2 separate regions of the Cricetulus griseus genome follow, and region 1 is linked to region 2. A link is a contact called in public Hi-C data. All regions are on one chromosome and are shown on one strand. Each heading gives the region's core, a stretch centred on a gene start, on an enhancer-like site or on the middle of the called end of the contact. The rest is flanking DNA. Distances are from core to core; before and after follow the strand shown. Region 1 overlaps Cab39 (calcium-binding protein 39). Region 2 holds the start of Cab39 (calcium-binding protein 39).

Region 1 (6,959 bases), core at 3,051-5,550, 55 kb after region 2:
GATTTATTTGCCTTTTATCAGTATTTATTTTGGCAGTTTTCCCCAAATTTATATTTTTTGTTTGTTTAGGTTTTTTTTTAAGATTTTATTTATTATGTATACAACATTCTGCTTCCGTGTATATCTGCACACCAGATCTCATAACAGATGGTTGTAAGCCACCATGTGGTTGCTGGGAATTGAACTCAGGACCTCTGGAAGAGCCGCCAGTGCTCTTAACCTCTGAGCCATCTCTCTAGCCCTGTTAAGGGTTTTTTTTTTTTTGAGACGGTCCCTCTATATAGTCCTCACTATCTTGGAACTATGTAGAGATGCCTGGTCTCGAACTCACAGACATCTGCCTGGCTCTACCTCCCAAGTGCTAGGATTAAAGGTGTGCACCTGGCAAATTCAGAATAGTGTTCATTCGTCACATTTTCCAATATTTTGTCTGCCCTTTGCCCTGCTTTGGGGACTATAGTTATATATTACTCTAAGTTACCCTGAAGCTCACAGACGTGTTGTCCCCCTCTACTTCACCACCCCCATGGTTTTTGTATAGTTACTGCTGCTCATCTTTGCAGTGTTTTTCTTTGCTGTTCATATCCACTCTAGTTTTAACCTCAAATATTATAGCTTCTGTTTCTAAGTCTTCTATGTCTTGAGTTGCTCTATTTAATTCTTTGATTTTTCTTGAATGTGTGGCATACAGTTAAAGTGGGGTTTTTTTGTGGTTTTTTTTTTTTCATTCTATTATCAGTGTCATTTCTTTTGGTTGCTTGTATTTCCATCCATGCGTCTTTTAAGGGATACTTCAGATCCAAACTGTAATACAATATAGACCCTGTACTTTCCCCTTTTCCTCATCTCTGTCTTGTACTGCTCATGTTTCCTGATACTTGGTGGTTAATCACACACCACACACACACACACACACACACACACACACACACACACACACACACACACACACACACACACACACACACACACACACACACACACACACACACACAACACACACACACACACACACACACACACACACACACACACACACACACACACACACACACACACACACACACACACACACACCACCCCCGCCAGTTCTTATGCCACTTTCATAGTGCTTTTCTGAGCTTGAGGAGGAACCCAGCTTTGTCATTCCTGTTTCTACTGTACTTTAGCTAGGTTTCCATTTTATACTCAGTACAAGTCTCCCTCCCTTGAGTAGTGTATGCTTCTCTTCTTGTGTACACATGTACAGTGTCCAGCTACTGAGGACAGAGATGGAGCTTGCACACATTCTGAGAGTAGATAATACAGAAATGGATTTTAGCTAACACAAATGTGGCATGTATGTGTTGTTAAATGAGTTGTTTTTCTCTTGTACACCTTCTTCCCAAAATCAGGCTACAGAAGAAGTTTCCAAAAATTTGGTTGCCATGAAAGAAATTCTGTACGGCACAAATGAGAAAGAACCTCAGACAGAAGCGGTAGCTCAGCTGGCTCAAGAGCTGTACAATAGTGGACTCCTTAGCACTCTGGTAGCTGATTTACAGCTCATTGACTTTGAGGTAAGAAATGTGTTTCTCAATCTTCAGAAACATTTTTGTGGTCCTCTTTCATACATTCTGTCCTTTGGAACATTTTAAGATCCCAGTTGACCCAGGGACTCCTGACCTTTGTATGCACATTTCACCACAGTGTTTGTGAAGTTTTTAGGGTGTTTGTGATGCTCTTTTGTTTAGGTTGTATTTCATAAACAGCTGTTCTGGGTTAAGGAACAAGCAATTTAAAGAAAGTTGTAGAATGTTAGAAAATCCTAAAAAATGTCCATTAGTGCAATGATCATGTATTTTGTGTCTTGTGCTTGCTCAGCACTGCTTTTAAATTTTTCACTTAATGTAATGTTGAAGTCACAGATTTTATTCACAGTTCTGCATTCTGACTCTTGTAAAATTTGTCTCTGGTAACTGGGTCTGTACTGGTTGACCCCTGTGCTGGAGCAGAACAACCACCACTCTTGGTCTAGCTGCAGGCAGCACAGCTTGCTTTCTCTGGGGACCTGCTTACTCCCATTTTGTTGCCTCAGCTTCTGCAGTTGGATCATGACATGTTAGGTGTATAGTGAGTTCATGATGATAATGGCCCTTGATTCCAGCCCGAAAAGCATAGATACAATGATCTCTACATGGTCACAAGCAGCCACTCTGGCTGTCATGAGTGCTGGATGTCTGTGCAGGTTTGGGTGGGAAGGAGGATGATATAATATAGTTTGACAAAGGGAAGGGTGGTTACTTCAATAGTCCTTAAAATAAAGAAAAATAAACATTTTTGTCCTGCTGTAGAGAAGATAGAACTAAGATATACGTTTGATTTTATGTATTTTTAATGGTTTATCAAATTCTAACCGTTTATTTTCTCTGTTAGCTTGAGGGGTGCATTTGGAATATCTGATCTCCTTTGTCTCTACCCATTTTGTTCCCTAAACTGGACACTGAATTTAATATTTATTTGAGACTTCAGAGGCAACAGGTTTTTTTGTTTGTTTGTTTGGTTGGTTTAGTTTGGTTTTTCTTTCCTTTTTTTTTTTTCTTCTTCTTCTTTTTTTTTTTTAGTGTGTACCATGGGACTGATTTGGAGAAATTACCATTATTGCACCGGAGCCAGCCAACACAGGCCCCAGGATGATCTGTCCATGGGCTTCAGTGCTCTGGCTTCCTCAGCCTCGTGACAGTGGCTGTTCTGAAACATCTGTTGGGGGCCAGTTCTCCTTTATTAATTTCTTTGGCAGCTTTCTGATTGTTAAGGTTCAGTAGATGGTCTGTCTGTTCTGTGCAGTGGTGTTTGTAAAGTTCTCATCTTTGAACTACTGTATCGTGACACTTAGTGCTTTTGTTATTAATATAGTTTAAGTTTTTCCTATGTGACATTGTTGAATAGAATTTATCTGCTTGCTATTAAAGCTCAGCTTTTTACAGAATTCTCTGACATCATTACACTGAGAGTACAGTCTCCCCCCTTTCCATTTCTGTAAAAGAAAGTGTACACGCTGTATTATTCACAACAGAACTATCCACTTGTGTAGGTTCATATCCATATAGGTGGTAAGTGTGCTGTCAGCATCTGCTTCCATACTGAGTGAGTGTGCTTCTGAGCATTAGTGGTAGTTGAAACACTTGTGAATTGTGATGAGATTTCACTTCGTTCATAAACTTGTGTTTAAAAAAAGTGTGCACTATTAAAACCAAAAATTTGGGATTATAACTAGATAAAATAAGAATTTTCATGTCTACAAATGTTGTAAAGTCAGATACTCAGTCATAACTAATACACAATGGCTCTTTGACTTTATATTGAAGGGTGGATGGACATTTTAATATTTAGACAGGTAAATATTTTAATGATTGTATTCCTAATAGGGCAAAAAAGACGTGGCTCAAATTTTCAACAATATTCTCAGAAGACAAATTGGTACAAGAACTCCTACTGTTGAATACATCTGCACCCAACAGAATATTTTGTTCATGTTATTGAAAGGGTATGTACAACGTGATAAAGTTTATATTCTTAGTTGAAAATAAAAAGGAAAAAATTGTTTGGGTGGGGAAAGATAACCAGGCTGGTGAATATGGGAAGATTTTATCTTAGTTTTATCTTAACTTTTCTGTAGCTCTTGAACATATTGCCCTTAAGTTTTGACCTGTAAACTAAACTAACACAAACATGCCCTGTAGATGTATACTTACAATGGGTGAATTCTGAGCCCTTAGGAAAGAAATAAAGCCCTAGTTTTGTCTGTAAGATTGAAACAGTTGACAGTCCATTGAAATCCCAGCCAAGTCATGAGTCCAAGGATACCGCCTCCCTCCTGACCTGCATGCACACCTCACAGCAGTGGGAGCCTCCTAGTGGGGCATGCGTGCTCCTTACCTTCATTCAGCAGAACATGCGCTATGGGGTCAGCACTGTGCATTTTCTGGAGTTACTCCTGGGCTAGCAGGCATTCATGATGTGTGTGGTTGTCCATTTCAGAAACAAAATTTTAAAAACTAAGATCTAAGTTTAACAAAAATGAAGAGGTCTTCTATCCCAGGACTGAGCCTTCCTGGCTAGCAAGGTAGTCAGTCAGTCAGCAGTGCTTGCCAGCTCTTGAGATCCTCCCAGCACTGGCAGTGTTCTGCTAAACTAGTGGGCAAGCATATTACTGGCATGACTGCTGGTGGGAATCAGCTTGCTCCCCTCCCCATAGCTTTACAGCTTACCTCATGTGGATTTGTATCTCTGTGGTTTAATACTTCCCCCAAGTTCAGACTTGCTTAGACAAAGCATGAGTCAGTGACATGTCACATGCCAACATCCTGCTTCCTCCTTTCTGTTCTACCCATCCATGTTGTTTCTTCATGTGTTGCTGTGCAGAACTTTTGTTGTATCAGTCCCATGTCCCTGTGGAAACGTGCTGTGTAAGTACCCTGAAATTTAGGTGGTGTTAGAACTGTGTTATTGAAGCCAGAGGCTTATTAAAATCTATAAATTAGTTAACACTTTCTATTATTTCATGACAGTTTTGATGTAAATATTTTTAGACAGTGTATTAAAAAAACAAAACAACTAGTGTTTCAATATATAACCCTTGCTGTCCTCATAAGATCCACCTACTTCTGCTTTCTGAATGGTAAGATTAAAAGTGTGAGCTGTCACTCTAGGCTAAAATAAGACTTTTGAAGGATAGTTTAATATTTAAAACTCTCATCTGAGCTGGTCAGAGTAGAATTCTCAGCCAGAGGCAAGAAGGAAAAGCCTGAGGCTGGAGCTTGGCTAGGGACCCATCCTCACATCCCTTCCATTACAGTCTATAGGGAGTTGAGCATACAGCCCTAAAGAAAAGACAGCAAAACTTCCCTGCCCAACACCCCTCATCAGAGTCATTAACCTTATGCCATTCCTACTTGCTGTGGTCCTTATTCTTTCTTGCTTACAATTTGACTGCATTGGTCATCCATGTCCATCATGCATATACAGTGTGTGTACCATGCAGGCTATAAAAACCACAATACCTTCTACACACCTGGTACAATCCAGTGTCCAGCCTTTTGTATTTCCTTGATTGTAACAAAATGAGTTTGTTTAAATTGTTTTTTTTTTTTTAACGTCTACAAACTGAGTTTTATGGATAAAACTCTTAGCTTTCTACTAATCTATAATAGTTAATCTCCTCATTTTCTAAAAATGTATGTAATTTGTTAAGCAACTGGGTCATTTGTTCTGTAGAAACTACTTACTTTAGTAGAGTGTGATGACACATGTCTATACCGTCACTTAGGAGACTCCTCCAAGGTCGAAGTCATTTTGTTGTGCTGCATAGAAAGTTTAATAGGCTAGCCTGAGCTCCATAGTGAGACTGGGTGTCTGAAAATTATTGTTTTAGTCATGTATTTTAAATTTTCATTCCTGTGGCTTTATTTAGCATGTTTCACCATCTTTCATCCCTTGGAACAGTGGTTAAGATTTAGATTTGTCTTGAGCAATGCATGAGTTCCTCAGAGTGAGGCCATGTACTGCCTGCCACCTGTTACTGGTACCCATTGTCACACTGAAATGTAATCATGTTCATTTTGAAGTTTGCTATCAAACTTTAATCTAATGATTTTTATATATACCAGGGATATTATCCTAGTTTAAAATTTTACTAGGCCAAGTGTGGTGTCACAGGCTGTTTGTAATCATAACAGTTGGAAGGCAGAGGCAGATAGATCTCCATGAGTTTGATGCCTTTCAGTTCTACATAGCAAGTCCCTGCCTCCAATCAATCAATCAATCAATAAATAAGAGTTCACTGTAGATTTTGGTATTGCTTCTTCCAATTAAATGTTTTTCTTCCATAAAGCAGAACCTCTCCACAGTGATGAACTTTGCTATCTCCAGATAGAATCTGTATGGGGAAAGCCAGTGCCATTATTTCAATTCATTGGTGCTCTAGCCACTAACTTGGATAAGCATTGAATATATTGTTTAAGCATTGTTATTATTAACTCAGATATTGGGTGTTGTATCAGTTACTTTTCCTGTTGCTATAGTAAATACCCTGACAAAAGCAACTTAAGGAAGGAAGGGTTTGACTTTGTAGTCACAGTTGGGTGTAGTGGGAAGCCACAGTGGAAGGAGCTTGAAGCGGCTATCACATTGTACCACAGTCAGGAAGCAGAAAGTGATGAGTGCTGATACACAGCCCACTTTCATCTTTTTATTTGGTTCAAGATTGAAGGCCCAACTCATGGAGTGGCAGTCTTCCCATCTCACATAATCTGGGTACTCCCTCATAAGCATGCCCAGAGGCTAACCTAGTCTAGATTGTTCCTCACAGGTGTGCTGAGAGGCTGGCCTCTTAGCTGATTCTTATCCTTTTGAGTTGACTTTCAGTATATTAACCATCACAGATACGTTTTATTCCATTGTAAACATTACCTTTTTATTTCATTTTTTTAAAACATTTATTTATGTATTTATATATTATGTGTACGGTGTTTTGCCTGCATGTTGACTGCAGGCTAGAGGAGGGCACCAGATCTCATTACAGATGGTTGTGAGCTACCATGTAGTTGCCGGGATTTGAACTCAGGACCTTTGTAAGAACAAGCAGTGCTCTTAACTACTGATCCATCTCTCCAGCCCCACCTTACTTTTTACAATTTAAGTTGTCCCATCTTAGGCCACTGTGTGCTCCTTTGGTTGGTTCCTTTGTTCTTTGGGCAGAGCCCAATTGTCCTGTGATGGCTTCTTTGCTTTCTGCTCCTCACTCATTTTATATGATTCTTGTCTGACCTGTAGCATTCTTTAAGAAGCACCTTTGAAGATAACCTGTCGTTGGCTGGTTGTGCTGATAATTCTAGTGTGCATATGGGAAGTACTATCATTGGCCTGGATTTGGAAACAGTAGAATTTTAATGGCTATTTAAAATCTAATGTGATCTCCA
Region 2 (6,972 bases), core at 3,957-6,456:
ATGTAACAAAATGGCTGAATTACATAGGGAAACGCAGCCTAGCCCCTGGGCTGGAGAGTTCTGGGTAAGGGTAGGGGTATGCCAGCCACACCCTATAGCAGGTAGGGACTGAGGAACACTAGGAGCACCAAACTGGAGGTCAGGTCCGATTTGATATGTAAATAGGCAACTCAACCATTTATCTTGGGTTTAAGGCTTAACACTCTGCAAGAGCAGCAAGTGACTGCTGAGCCATCTCTCTAGTTCCTAAAGCTCTTTTTAGAAGTCTCACAAATACAGTGAGGAGGCTCAGCAGGTAAAGGCACCTGCCACCAAGCCTGAGGATATGAGGTCCACTAGGACTGTCATGGTGGAAGGAGAGAACTGACCAATGCAAACTGTCCTCTGACCTCCACATGTGCTTCATAGAAAGCACACACACACACACACACACACACACACACACACACACACACACCTTCTGCAACTTTCTACATCCATTCACATTGTATCTTACACTTTTCTCATTCTGAAACCACTAGTCATTCATATCAAGACAAAAGTCCCACTCTTTTCCCCCTTAACAAGACACATCTGGATGTCTCAGGTCCCAGGGCCACCCTCTTCTTTTTTTTTTTTTTGTTTGCTTTTGTTTTTCAAGATAGGGTTGGTTTCTCTGTGTAGCTTTGGAGGCTGTCCTGGAACTAGCTCTTGTAGATCAGGCTGGTCTTGAAATTCGCCTGTCTCTGCCTCCCGAGTGCTGGAATTAAAGGTGTGCACCACCACCACTTCGTGGCTCTATCTCACTTCTCCCTGTCATGTCTTAGGTTTTCTTCACTTGTGACTCTATCCTGAAGCTGTTGCTGTGCCCAGCAGGTTTTCCCTCAGACCTCCTAGTTCTTCTCCTTCTAGTAGCTTTAGACTTCGGAGCAGACTCTGCCCGAGTCACTCCTGTGTGACACAATGCTTTTCCTGGTTTTCCTCCTGGCTTCTGATTGCTTCCAGATAATGCCCATCTAAGTAAATAGCCCTATTATCCAAGCGGTTTTCCAGAGCAAAACCGGTTTTCTTCCTGGAGTCTTCATTCCTTCTTATCTTCATCAAAGCATTTCTTACTATCCTTTAAAAATATCCAGCCTAGCTCAGACCCACCCCGCTCCAGCTCATGGCCTCTTGCCTGAAAAAGAGTAGCTTCCTACTGGTCTCACCCTCCTGGCTCTCCTGTCATTCTGTGTAAGTCTGATTAGAGAGGTGTGTGGGATTCCAGAGTACACATTTGAACATGGTTTGGGGGTATATCTCTGGGTACACTGCATGCTCAGCATGAACAATGCCTTGGATTTCACCCCAAATACTGCCCTGGGGGGACAAAACAAAAAACAAACCTAGCCATGTTCCTAGTACATCTACACTGAAGACCAGGTTCCTTAGCATGGAGGATTTAGTTTTTCATGATTGCAATTGTTTATCATTCCAATTTCATCTATCCCTATCTTCCCGTCCTCAACTCCATCTCTATATATAAAACTACTTGTGCAACATCAGCAGGTCCTCAGACCTACCATGCTTTTAGAGCTACTTGCATGTCTTCCTTTGAACATGAACCCCATTATTCAATTTAGTAGCTCTTTTATAGACTTTGCATTTCTCTCCCCTGTAATCGCCCATTTGCCCCAAGTGTCTTTGCTGGATGCTGAGTGCGACTACGTATCAGCCAATGCTTCGTTCCCATCATTGGAGGTTATCACTTACTCTCAAGAAGCATGTCAAATAAACAAATTCTAGTGAGATTCGGAACAGGTTCGGTGAGTCTGAGGGTGTGGACAGGTGGGTGGACGAGAAAGGAAGCAAAGGGGAGTGCTGTAGAGTTCAAACTTCAGGAGCAGAGCCATTCTGGAAACTGCAGTGTCAGGGCAGGGCTAGCTAATGGCTGCTGAGTGGAGTGGAAGTGAAGGTCATTGGGACAGCGTGTGAGAGGCCTGGATCCAATAGGAGGAGCTGCAATGGCATAGCCAGGTGAGTGAAGGCTCTGGGTGGGGTGGGAGGGAAGCGATGAGTCAGGCTCCAAAGTCCTTTCCTAGATGGTCTAATTAAGGCAGGGAAGTGCCTCTATCCTGTAGCTAGCCCAGCCCCGGAAAGGGAGAAGAGGATGATGGAAGATCACAGGAGGAGACAATGACAACAGCCCAGACTTACGACCCTGTGTTCTGTGGACACAGCATAGGAAAACAAAGGACCCCTGAGAAAGTTTCAAGATGAAGATGGAGAACTTTCCAGAAAGCAGTAGCATGTACAGAGAAATAGTTTAGTAGAAACAGCTTTCCAGAGACCCCCAACAGAATATGGAAAATATCTTTGCGGTATAAATTCAAGTGGCCAAATACAAATTAGAATTTGTTAACAATCCCTGTTCTGGAAATTTCTACTGTCTTGCTGGTAGAATTCTTAGCTGTTGTAGGTTTATCCAAGTTAACAGGTTAATAAGGAATGCGAGTCTGAGCTATCAAGCAAAGGAGTCCCAACTCTGCACATGGAATTATCCACCCTACACATTCTTTTATTCTATGGGAAACTGAGTCTTGGCATGTTTTTGTGGATACAACAGAAATGAAAACAAAACTTTCATCTTAAAACAAAGAGAGTGATGGTGCATGCCTTTAATCTCAGCACTCATGAGGCAGAGGCAATCAGATCTCTGTGAGTTTGAGGCCAGCCTGGTCTAGGCCAGCCTGTTGCCCAGGACAACATTCAAAGCAATACAGAGAAATCCCGTCTCTAAAAACCAAACAACAACAACAACAACGACAACAAAACCCCCAAACTGAAGAGAGTCCGGTGGGATAATGCACTTCGTGATATCAGCACGCAGGAGGCAGAGGCAGATAATTTCTGTGAGTTCGAGCCAGCCTAGTCTACAAAGTAAATCTCAGACCAGCTAGGGCTATGAAATAAGACCTTGTGCCAACAAACAAACACCACTAACAAAAGTCTTATAAACAAACAAAAGAGTGACAACACACCCAGAACTATGTGGGAAGCAGAGTCTTTAGCGAGCTGAGTTTCAGAATTAGGTAACATTTGTTGTCCCATGAATTTCACTTGCAAAAGGCCAAAGGCTACACCCACCTTCCACCCCTCCACAGTTAGAGAGAGGAGGTGCAGGACAACTCTTGTCAACTGCCCTCCAAAACTTGAAGGCCTCTTAGAGAGTTTGCCTAGTTTTCCCTAGAAGTTTTCAGGATGTTTGAGATGAACTAAGCTTGGTTGAATAGATTTTAAGTGTTAACATACTGATTTTTTTTTGTTTGTTTTTTGAGACATGGTCACCCCGAAACATCAAGAATAACCTTGGTTTTTTCATTCTCCCTTCCACCCTCAGGTGCTAGGATTACAGGTGTGCACTACTATACCTGATTTACACACACACACACACACACACACACACACACACACACACACACACACACGGGGATGGGTTGAGACAAGCTCTTTCTATGTGGTCCTGGAACCCTGGAACTCACTATGTAGATCAGGCTAGCCTCAAATTTGCAGCCCCCACTTCCCTAGTACTGGGATTATAGTAAAACAGGTCCTGTTTACAACTGACACCACGATGGAAGTGCTATTCGGGTCTTAAACCCAGGACATAGGCAGCAACATCAGCCAAAATGAGAACAAAGACCTAATCCATCAAAGTCTATCTATAGTTCTGGGAAAGTCCTTGCTTTTTGGCTTCTGTAGTTCTGCTTCTGGCTAACTGTTCTTGTTAACTGAGGTGTGTAACCCAGGATATTATTTTTGTGCTTAAAAGCCCATCCTGAGAAAGGCTTGGGACTGCACTTTGGTCCTGAATACCCAGTGTAGTCACCGGCTCCTAATAAAGATTTTTCTACTGGCTTGAACCCATGACTGAGTGGTATTCTCTGGTGCATGCGACACAATAGGCGTGTGTCACCCTCGTGGTCTCCCTCCTCTTGGTCTGGTCTCTCTTAGAACCTACCACATTCTAGACAAGATCAGTACTCGACCCCTCCAACCCTACTAGAGGGCTTCAACAGCCTCTAACTACTGTGCTTGTGGAATTCCTCAGGCCCGTTTAGTCACATCTTCATACCTCAGTCACAGTGATCAAAAAACCCTTCAAAATGTCAAAACCTGCCCCTTTCCAGCTCCAAATCCTACGAATAGCTTCCCTTTCTCAGGTAGAGACGTCATCACAGGAGGCTATTATCACCTTCCTTTCTTTTTGGGGGGTGGGTGGGGAGTGGGGGTTTTGGGACAGGGTTTCTCTGTGGCTTTGGAGACTGTCCTGGAACTAGCTCTTGTAGACCAGGCTGGTCTCGAACTCACAGAGATCCACCTGCCTCTGCCAACCCAGTGCTGGGATCGAAGGCGATTTATTTATTTATTTATTTATTTATTTATTTATTTATTTATTTGAGACAGGGTTTCACACAGCCCAGGTTGGCCCGGACCTTCATAGCATAGGCTGACCTTGAACTCCTAATCCTGAGTTCACTTGGATTAGCCCTGGAATTACCAGCATGTACTGCTACACTCTCTCTGGAAGTAGGATTTGTACCTTGGTTGAATCCTATTTCTTGGGAACATCACTTTTTTGTTTGTTTCTGTCAGGAGATGTTAAAATGAAGTTGCAGACATGAAAGAATCCTTTTGAACATTTTCGAGCCCTCCACAGAAATGAAGTTTTAAGACTTGAGGAAGCGAGCGTGTGTTCCTCCAGGAAAAGGGCTCAGACGTCCAGGAGGGTGCTGAGTACCAACCAGCAAGAGGGTGGGGGGGAGGGGGGAGCACATTGGCTTCTGAAGCTTTTTTCTGTGACCCCAGCTCTTCTCTCGCCTGCGTTTCAGGCGTCCTGAGTCCTCCCGGGCGCCCGGGGGCGCCCGAGGCTGCAGAGGGCGCTGCAGCGCCGCCCGACGTCGCACCTTCGGCGGCTGCGCAGTGCGCACGTCAAAGCCGGGCTCGAGCAGGAGCTGGGCGCGGGGCGCCAGGAGCCGCGCGGCCTGAGAGAGTCCGGGGCTTCAGGAGCCGCGCGAAGGCGGAGGAGACCTCAGAGGCGAAGGCGGTGCCGGGCCTCAGAGCCACAGCCGCATCCACACCGAGCGCAACAGCGCGGCGGCCACCGCGGGAACCGCCTGGGCCACCGTCCGCCCGCGCAGCCGCCGCCGCCGCCGCCCGCCGCGGGAGCCCGTCGCCGGGAGCAGCTGCGGGCGGAGGACAACGGAGGGCCGGAGCGCCCGAGCCGCGCCGCGGGGACCGAGCGAGCAGCCCGAGGCGGCGGCGGCCGAGGACGGGGACGGCGACGACAAGGAGAGGGAGCTCCCTGGCCCGGCCCAGCCCCGTGAGTCCCGGCCCGGCCCTGCTCGCGACGCGGACGCCCGCCGCTTCCGCCCGCGCCCGCCTCCATTTTCCCGGGTGGCGGCGGCAGCGGCGCGGCGGGGAGCGGCCCGGGTCAGCCGGAGCTCCGGGCACCGCCCCTGTCTTCGCCGGTACTAGGCTCCCGGGCCCTGCCGGCCGGGGCTGCGGCTGACCTGAGGAGAGCTGGTCCGGCCAGCTGTCACTCCCGCCGCGCCGGGGACTTGGAGCACCTAGTCCCCGAGCTCCGCGCAGCCTCTCTGTTAGCGGGACGCGGGCACTGTCTTTACAGGGAACCATTCAGGAAAATGCCTAACTGATTTCTGGCTAGGAATTGTGCGTTCGGCGCGTTCCCGGGTTCGGTTGGAGCAATCCAAAGCGCCGACTGCGTGCCGGTGCCGTAGCGACTCCGAGGTGAACCGGGCCGGGAGGTGGCCTCCCTTGGGGAGCTTTAACGTCGTGATGTGAGAGATAAGACGAGTACACAAATAGCCACGATACCAGGCAGGAGGGGGACAGATAAGTCCTGTTGAGGAACTACCAATTGCTGGAAAGGTGTTCGGGGAAGACCAGACCTGTCGATCGTTTGTTTCCGCCTTCCCACGAATCTGGGAGGTTTCCTGGGCGAGGCGGTGCTAAACCGGGTCTGGAAGGCTCGATTGGATTTGGGAGAAGGAGGTTGCAGAGAAGGGCGTGGAGGGGCAACCAAGCTGTAGAGGACAAAGGTACAAAGAGCATGGGAATGTTGCTAATTCCATCGTCGAGTGCCGCGATCGGCGGGGTAGTCTAGAGAGGCAGTTGGGGGTCAGATCTTTGAATGGTGTAGAGGAGCTGTTTGAGCGACCTTCCACGGAAAACTTAGAACTCATTTTTCAGTGACTCATGAAGCCGGAAATGTATGCTAGGGCACATTAAAGGCGCTCTCGTGAAAGACAGAGCAGAGAAGGCCACAGTCAGGAGTTGACATTGTTCCTTAAGTATAATGCCGTTTGAGATCGATTTTTGACAGCTTCCTGGATATTTAAGTAAATCTATGGCCAAGCCAAGGAAAATACCTTTTGTCAGAAGTTATGGGAAGAGGTGCCTAAACTAACCACCTCTGCACACACAAGGTGTTCCGTGTTAGCGAGTTCTTTAAAATTGCATCAGAACTTCTGGACCTGTGTGTGGGAATTGAAATTTAAACTGCCAATTTATAAAAATTTTTAAAAATTGTTAGCAATAGCTTAAACAGACAGACAGTTGAACATACACCCTTTGTTAAAAGGGTTAAATTTTTGTTTTTAGTTATGAAAATATTGGAGAGCCCGAAGTGAAAGTTTTTAAGCTCTATTTCATAAATTAAAAAAACCCCCACAAACTAGCAAGTAATTAGTAACTGCTGGAAGCGTACAGTATATAGCTTGTGGAATTGACTTAGAAGTTATTATTGGCTTAGTAAACTCTTGTATGAGCAAGGAAATACTTGCTTTTTTCACTTTTACATTTTCCTTTATCAAAGTAAGTCATGATATAGTTGATGGTAGTGGTGTACATTTTAGTTCAGGGCTTGGGAGGCAGAGGCTGGGCGATCTCTGAGCATGAGGCCAACCTAGTCTTCATAAGGAACTCCAGGCC

What was found. A called contact is a pair of places that touch in the nucleus more often than the background predicts.
Region 1: a contact with region 2 is called in a Hi-C map of fibroblasts, with 3 times the contacts expected there. The contact joins the enhancer-like site here to the promoter of Cab39 in region 2. A contact is called at or near these places in 3 of 8 Hi-C or Micro-C datasets (the CHO-K1 cell line, fibroblasts and liver).

The regions. Positions count from the first base shown.
Region 1 is chr2:437,519,256-437,526,214 of CriGri-PICRH-1.0, forward strand. Cab39 (calcium-binding protein 39) reads left to right here. Exons shown (of 9, transcript XM_027397438.2): 3 at 1,395-1,559; 4 at 3,408-3,526. Among named protein-coding and RNA genes, the nearest start is that of Itm2c, 51 kb to the right of the region's middle. Within about 2 kb of position 4,301, at least 4 of the 6 cell types and tissues checked have open chromatin away from gene starts, as enhancers often do. A contact at or near this core is called in the CHO-K1 cell line and fibroblasts, where this site is marked.
Region 2 is chr2:437,463,666-437,470,637 of CriGri-PICRH-1.0, forward strand. It overlaps Cab39 (calcium-binding protein 39), which reads left to right and starts at 5,207. Exons shown (of 9, transcript XM_027397438.2): 1 at 5,207-5,341.